Linked DNA regions of Mus musculus: region 1 is linked to region 2. A link is a contact called in public HiChIP or PLAC-seq data. All regions are on one chromosome and are shown on one strand. Each heading gives the region's core, a stretch centred on a gene start, on an enhancer-like site or on the middle of the called end of the contact. The rest is flanking DNA. Distances are from core to core; before and after follow the strand shown.

Region 1 (3,802 bases), core at 1,068-3,567, 480 kb before region 2:
AGAACATATACAAAGACAAATTCTTGATCATCTTTTCTCCCTTTCCCCCATTATATAAAAAAAAAAGAAAGAAAAAGCTAAGAATATGGCTCATTAGATAAAAGAACTTGCTTTTAAAGCAAGAAACCTGTATTCAGACCCCCAGCAAAGGCCCAGCACTTGGAAACAAAGACATTTGGATTTCAGGAGTTCTGAGCCTACCACTCAAAAGAAGTGAACTTCAAGTTCAAATGACACACCTGTCTCAAAAACTAATGATGACAAAGGTTGAAAAGACGCTCAATGGTTAAGAGTAGAGCTCAATGGTTAAGTGCTGCTCTTGCAGAGGCCCTAGGTTCCAATCCCAGTACCCACACAGTGGCTCACAACTGAGAATTCAGTCCCAGAAGATCCAATGCAATCTTCTGAACTCTGTAGGCACCAGGCAGGCACATAGTGTGCAGACATAAGTACAAGCAAGAAAGCAAAGCCTGTACATGCACAAAGTAAAACAACATAGAGAAAGATATGAGGAGATACCCAATAAGCTACGACGGTGTCTGTGTGCATATGTGCACACACAAGCCACAAACACACACATCCAACACCCTACCACAAACAAATAAAAGTCTAAAATAAATGTCAAAATGAAAGCACCTCTAAAAATGGAAACCAAATGCCTGCTCTTTCTGTCTGCTGGAACCTCAGTAAGTGGTTACTACTCACATCCCATCTGCCCACCATCTTGTTGATTAGGCCATCAGTCCTAGACTTGCAAACCTTTGGATCTTCCTGTCTACAACCTGTCTCATTGATAGAGTCCTGCCAGCTTTCACATCTAGGTAGTTTGAAGCATTACTGCCTGTTGTCTGTTTTCCAGCAGGAGGCCACCATGACTAGAACACTTCTCATCAAAGCCTCCAGATGTTCCCCAGCTCCCTCTAAGGAAGACCCAGAGTCCAGAGCCCTGTGCCATGATCAGGAGCTGCTTTCTTTCTCACTGATACCTAGCATCTTGATTCACAGAGTGCAGCAGCCAATCCAGGCTGCTTTCCAATCTGACCCATGCCATTGCTGGCTAGAATCTGTGCCGTCTTTTCTCCTCTATCCCCTAAAATAACAAAAAATTGAAACGTGCCTGTCTGGAACATCCTTTAACATGCATCTAATAGCTTGTTTCAATACAACCTAGGTAGCTGTGCTCCAATGCTACCTCATCTTAAGTGTCTCCCCAGAAACCCCAGAAAAAAACGCAATGACCAGACCATCCCATCCCCTCTATGTTTTACCTTCAACTTTCTCTCTACCACTTAGTTAGACTTTAGTACATAATTGTCTGCTTTTGAATCCTCTCCCACAGGAAAATGAACCCTTTAAGGACGTACATTTCACTTTATTTGTGATTGTACCCTCACCATCCAGAAAACATTCAACAATGTCCACTAAGTACCTCATAAAAAGAGATAAATGAGTCCTTCGGTTACTTCTCTTGCAATTCCAGAAATAAGATGTGAGTAGAAGAATTTAATAGCATAAAAAGTCACATAGCAATGCAATCACCTTTAGAAGAGAGTTGCAGTTTTACTCAATAAAGGTAAAATATTATATGTTACCATCGATTTGGATTGTGAGTAATAGAATATAAAACTTGGACTCAGCTGTGCTGGACTGGAATGAGAGTAAGTAGGTGATGCAGGCTTTGTTCCCGGCACTGCCCCTTGTGGGCCTCGGGCAGCAGAGAGAACTCCACACATGTGGGACTTCCTACTTCTGGGATTTGGTATAAATTCAACTACCACTCATTCAAAAGATAGTGTCTCGGGGTTTGTTTACAGGACATATTTCACTGTTGTCAACTCTATTCGCAAGTTTAGAAAGGAGTCACATTTGAAATTGTGTGGCATTTCCAGAAAACATTATGCCACATCACTAACACAGAAAGTAGGCATAGCAGGTTCTTCCTCTTCACACACCAGTGGGTGTGAGATATCATCAACTACAACATAGAAGGGAAAGTAGTCAGGATGCTAAGCTCTTCCAGAAAAAAAAAAAGCACCCCATTCACACATGAAGATACATGGCAGTTTTCCTTTAATGCACACACTTCCAATGCTTGCTACACCAGCTCGCAGATATAAGGGATTGATACTCTGTGTTCTCCTGAGTAGTAGAGGTGACCTTTCAAAAGCCACCCCTCCTCATCCCCCAGCCTGCAATCCCATGGAGATCAAAGCCAGCTTGCTATTATGCAGTAACATTTCTGTGATCAGATACAGTGTGGGCTCTACAATTCTATGTATGTCAAGACATTTTCACATAAGTGACTCACTCGGTAGAGGCTCCGGCAGGGCACACCACACTCACACCTTCTCTTTTGAGGTTGAGCCCACCTCAGGAGAGTTACAAGAGAACATCCTGTTTAGCTGATCTGCTCTGCAACTCAACAGTGTAACTGGACTTGACTTAACAATACATCTTCTCTTCCATAATCTATCACAAAAATCTTTCCATCTATTTCTGTTCTCCAGCTCATATGTATGACAAGTCAGTCTTAGACAAGCATACACGTTAATCACCTATTCTTACATTAAAGGCACCAGGAAACAGAGGTGATGATTAGACTTCCTAAATATGTTCACAATTCCAGGGAGAATGGGTACTGCTCCTGGGGTGAATATCTGAAGGTCTATGCTGGCTCAGTCACTGTACATCAGCTCCAGGAAGCACCACAACGTGGGCTGCACTGTAACTGAGGCACATAATCGTGCTGTTCTTGGGCAGGCTACAAGCGGCTTGAAAAAGCTAGGGCAACTTTTCACAGGTCGATAATATGATTGGCCTATGTCTTAGTGAACACTACCATGGTCTATAAACTGGAAGCTTGGTAAATGTGATACTCTTGAGCTGGGAATCTTTAGAAGGTGGATCTTGTGAAAAAAGCAGATTATGAAATGAATGCTCATGGAGGCAAACCTTGCCTTCTGATATATGCATATGAGGACACTCTTCCCATGATGCCATTTGCCTTGAAGTAAGGGCAGAAAAACTTGGCTGTTAACAGAGCCATATTGCTTGAATGTCAACCTCCAAGAATTTTTATTTTAGCTCCAGGTCTTTTGTTACAGTAATAAAACATACTAATAACAACCAACAACAACAAAATTCAGAAAGGCTTTAGACCTTGAGTAGTATTCCCATCAGGGCAAAACCAAAGCAAGGAGAAAGAATAAAATAATGATGTGAACATTTACAACATACAAGATACTGAAATGTGTTCCAAGAACAGGTAACCACTGTACTTCATTTCCCGTGGAAACCGCTACAAATCACTGTTGGCTAGCAAGGACCTGCTACTGACCTTAATGAGATATTACACAACAGACTGCATATGTCTGCACTAAATGAATGAATTCCCTGTTACTATCAACATAAACTCAGGATGTATTACCTAAAGGAAAAAGCCTACTTCCTGTCTGAACACTTCATCTCTTTTTGAAATGTACCATTTTAGAAGAGTATAAAGCTGCTTTTCTGGGCTTATGATGGGTAAAATAACAACCTAGTAATAGTCAAATTGTAACTTCTAGATCTTGTGGACAAATTTCTTTATTTGCCAGAATAAACGCTGAAGATGTGGTTAACCATAAACAATCTGAGATGAAGACAAAGACCTGAATTACCCAGGTAGACCTAATCTAATCACACAAGGCCCCCAAAGCAGAAATACTCCCTGTATAATCAGATGGAACCATATGGAAGAAAGCATAGTCAAAGAGCTGATTTATTGCAGGCTTTCCAGACAGTGGATGAGGATATAAACAAA
Region 2 (3,703 bases), core at 187-2,686:
GGGCTCAAGCAGGACAGAAACCTGGAGGTAGGAGCTGATACAGAGGACACGAAGGAGTGCTGCCTACTGGCTTCGCTCCTCATGGCTTGCTCAGCTTGCTTTTTAATAGAACCCAGAACCACCAGCCAAGGGCCCTCCAGCATGAACACTAATACAGAAAATGCACCACAGGCCTCTCCATAGCCCACTATTATGGAGGATTTTTTTTCTCAATTTAGACTCTCACCTCTCAAATGACTATAGCTTGTGTCAAACTGACGTAAAACTAGCCAGCATAATTAACCTCTTGTCAAATTGACACATAAACACATCTCTGGTAAGCTATAAACTTTGTTTACTTGTTCATCCCCTAGATGACACATTAATATCAACATTGCAATATAAGAATTTTTATACGCTTAAGATGTTCCATAGCCTTACAATTTCAAACATCTCTTTAGAAATATCCAGTCTCTTTTAAAATGCAAAATCTCTGTAAAGTTCCAAAATATCTTCGAACGTTCAAAGTCTCTCAACTGTGGGATCCAGTACAATAAAAAAATAAATACTTTGCCCAGAAAAAAAAAGACACTGGGTACAGCTGCAATCAGATCAAAACCAAACCAAAATCCAATAGTGTAAATAAATCAATGTTCAATGTGTGATTCACTCCTGATCTTCTGGGCTCCTCCAAAGGGCTCGGGTCCCTGCTCTGACTCCACCCTCTGCTTTACATACAGACTGGCTCCAATGTTCCGGTTGGCTCCATTGCAAGGCTGATGGTGTTTGTTCTTGGCACTTGGCAGTCATTTCATGGTAGTAAACTTCTGGGGTCTTCTGTTTCCACTGGGCTGCATTCACCAATAGCTTCTCCTATGCTCTGTTCATGGTACCAAGCCTCAACCCTCTTCATGACCCCTTCAATCCTTTGTCTTCAACTTCTACCAAGGCTGTACCTTGACCAATGGCCTCTGCTACCACCCGCCCCAGAAGCTCAGCTCCAGTTGTTCTACATGACCCATCCATGCCTTCTAAACCATTACCACCCAGAAGACTTTTATACACTACTACTGTGTTTGGCTGCCAGCACAAGGTACAACCTTGGCCACCTGTGGTACACAGCTCTGTGGGCTGAGCCTGAGGAAAAGCTACTTTCCAGATTTCCCTTCCATGATTCTGGTATCTTCTTCATTGCCAATAGTTTCTCAGCTCCAACTAACCACTATCAGTTGTCCTACTAAAGTAGGTTTCACTTCAATGGTGCTGATCTTTTGATAACCAGAGCTTATTCTCCAGCCCCAAATGAGAAGAACCACAAAATCTTAACTCAAAATAGTAAATGGCTGTGGAAGAAAATTGAAACTTCCCTCTGAGACTTCACAACCTAGACCTGCATTGCCCTCAACATTCTTATCTTCTCAGCTCTTACCAAACTGCCCACTGAACTGTTAACATTCAATGGTTTCTCTAGCTCAAAGTTCCAAAGTCCTTTCACAGTACTCTGAAAGACAACATGGTCAAGTCTGTCACAGAAATAACCCACAATCCTGGTTTGAATTTCGGTCTTAGTCAGGTTTGCTATTGCTCTGATGAAACACCATGACCAAAACCAACTTGGGGAGGAAAAGGGTTTATTTAGCTTACATATCCCAAGTTCATCAAGGGAAGTCAAGGTAGGTATTCAAACTGGGTGGAAACCTGAAGGCAGGGGCTGATGCAGAGGCCATGAAGGAGTGCTGCTTACTGGCTTGATCCTTATAGCTTGCTCAGCCTGCTTTTTTTTTTTTTTTAAGAACATAGGACCACTAGCCCAGGGTGGTACGACCTATAATATCAATAACCAATTAAGAAAATGCTCTTCAGGCTTGCCTCTAGTCCAATGTTGTGGGGACATTTTTCTCAAGTGAGGTTCTGTCCTCTCAGATGACTATAGTTCAGGTCAAGTTGTCATAAAACTATCCAGTGCAGGGTCTTCATTCTCATTCTGCAGACGAGGAAATCAAGATTCTTGGGAGTAAAGTGCTCTTCTCAAGTCCATAGATATTGGACAATGTCTCCCAAACTTGAATTCAAAACTCTTTCTTCTTTCCTTTTTATTAGATATTTTCTTTATTTACATTTCTAGTGTTATCCCCTTTCCTAGTTTCCCCTCGAAATCCCCCATATCCCTCCCCCTTCCCCTGCTCACCAACCCACCCACTCCTGCTTCCTGACCCTGGCAGTCTCCTATACTGGGGCATAGAACCTTCACAGGACCAAGGGCCTCTCCTCCCATTGATGACCGACTAGACCATCCTCTGCTACATATGCAGCAAGAGCCATGAGTCCTATCATGTGTTTTCTTTGGTTGGTGGTCTAGTCCCAAGGAGCTCTGGAGATACTGGATAGTTCATATTGTTGTTCTTCCTATGGAGCTGTAAAGCCCTTCAGCTCCTTGGGTACTTTCATTGGGGACCCTGTGCTCTGTCCAATGGATGGTTGTGAGCATTCACTTGTGTATTTGTCAGGCACTGGTATGTGTAGCTAGGTGCTTTTTATGTAATCACAAAAGCCAAAGAACCCAGGGACTGGAAGTTTGTTGAGAAAGAGATTGAATCTTTGTTTGCTTTTTTTTTTTTTTCCTTCACTCATCATTTATCATGGTGCTTGGAATATAACAGTCAATAAGTGATTGGACAAAGGTTGCTTAAGCTTCAAAATTAGGTTGTCCTGAAAAAACTCTGTGTTGCTAAGAAATGGAAGCTAAATTTCAAGTCTTCAGAGATGATTTCTTGAGGCCATGGATGGCTTCCCAAGTCCTGTGAATCATGTGAATACTTAGGAAGCAAAGGCATTCTGGGAAACACTTTGTAAGATGGGTTTACCAGTACTCCAGTTCTCTGTGTGTGTAAGCTCCCTTAGCTGATGCCCTGAAGAGCTGGCATGTACTGACTGTTGCTTTAGTCCAGATTTTTTTTTTTTTATTTAACCAAGTGTCGAAAACAACTTTAGATGGAGAAAATGAGTTGGGTGAGGAAAAGAAAAAAAAATCCATGAATCCCAGAATAACCTTCAGTTTGGTAATGATTTATCCTGTTCCATTGTTAATTTTGCAATTAAGCAAGAGTACTTTATATGCCTGAATGACCCATGGATTGTATCTTAATCAAATCAATGTGTCTGCAACATCAGACCGATCCAGTGCTCAGCTATTAGAATGACAAATGAGCAAAGTCCATGTTTTCTCCCTCCTTTCTTTTCTTCCCTTCAAGCCCTCTATCATGAAAGGTCAGCTGTGGGAAAGGCTGTTGTTTTGATGACTGCTATGAAATCCTATTGGTTAAAAAAATGTGAGAAGCCACCTCACCCACCCCCAACCCTGGTCAAACCAACCGTAAATGTGTGTGACTCTGGAGTTTGGATGAAAAAAAAAAGTGTGGTTAATTCTTCTCGTTCTGTACTTCCTGCCACTGACATTTGTTGCTGTTTCTGTGTAGTGAGGTTGAGGCTGTGTAGGAGAACTCGATGCAAGTGACCTATATTATGTCACTCTCTGTCATGACTCCTCTTAACCTCCATTCTTGGAATATCTGGGAAGGAGAAAAGGGAGACCCGGAACATCATCTATAATTTGCACATCCCAACAGTCTATAAATTTTATCACCTACATTTATGATAAGACACCTGAAAAATACAATGTGTGTGTTTTAAGACTATTAATTCTAAACAGCTGTTTTTTGATTTA

The links. HiChIP or PLAC-seq counts read pairs in DNA pulled down with a chosen protein or histone mark.
Region 1: a BATF HiChIP or PLAC-seq map of CD8 T cells shows a contact between it and region 2, with 5 read pairs. The contact joins two enhancer-like sites. A contact is called at or near these places in 2 of 115 datasets of contacts at active chromatin or transcription factors (CD8 T cells and memory CD8 T cells).

The regions. Positions count from the first base shown.
Region 1 is chr16:24,702,961-24,706,762 of GRCm38.p6, reverse strand. All of the region lies in intron 7 of Lpp (LIM domain containing preferred translocation partner in lipoma), which reads right to left. Among named protein-coding and RNA genes, the nearest start is that of Mir28a, 120 kb to the left of the region's middle. Within about 2 kb of position 2,317, at least 21 of the 459 cell types and tissues checked have an H3K27ac peak or open chromatin away from gene starts, as enhancers often do. A contact at or near this core is called in CD8 T cells, where this site is marked.
Region 2 is chr16:24,223,019-24,226,721 of GRCm38.p6, reverse strand. The region is part of intron 1 of Gm31814 (a long non-coding RNA gene); the gene reads left to right. Among named protein-coding and RNA genes, the nearest start is that of Gm31814, 38 kb to the left of the region's middle. Within about 2 kb of position 1,436, at least 5 of the 459 cell types and tissues checked have an H3K27ac peak or open chromatin away from gene starts, as enhancers often do. A contact at or near this core is called in CD8 T cells, where this site is marked.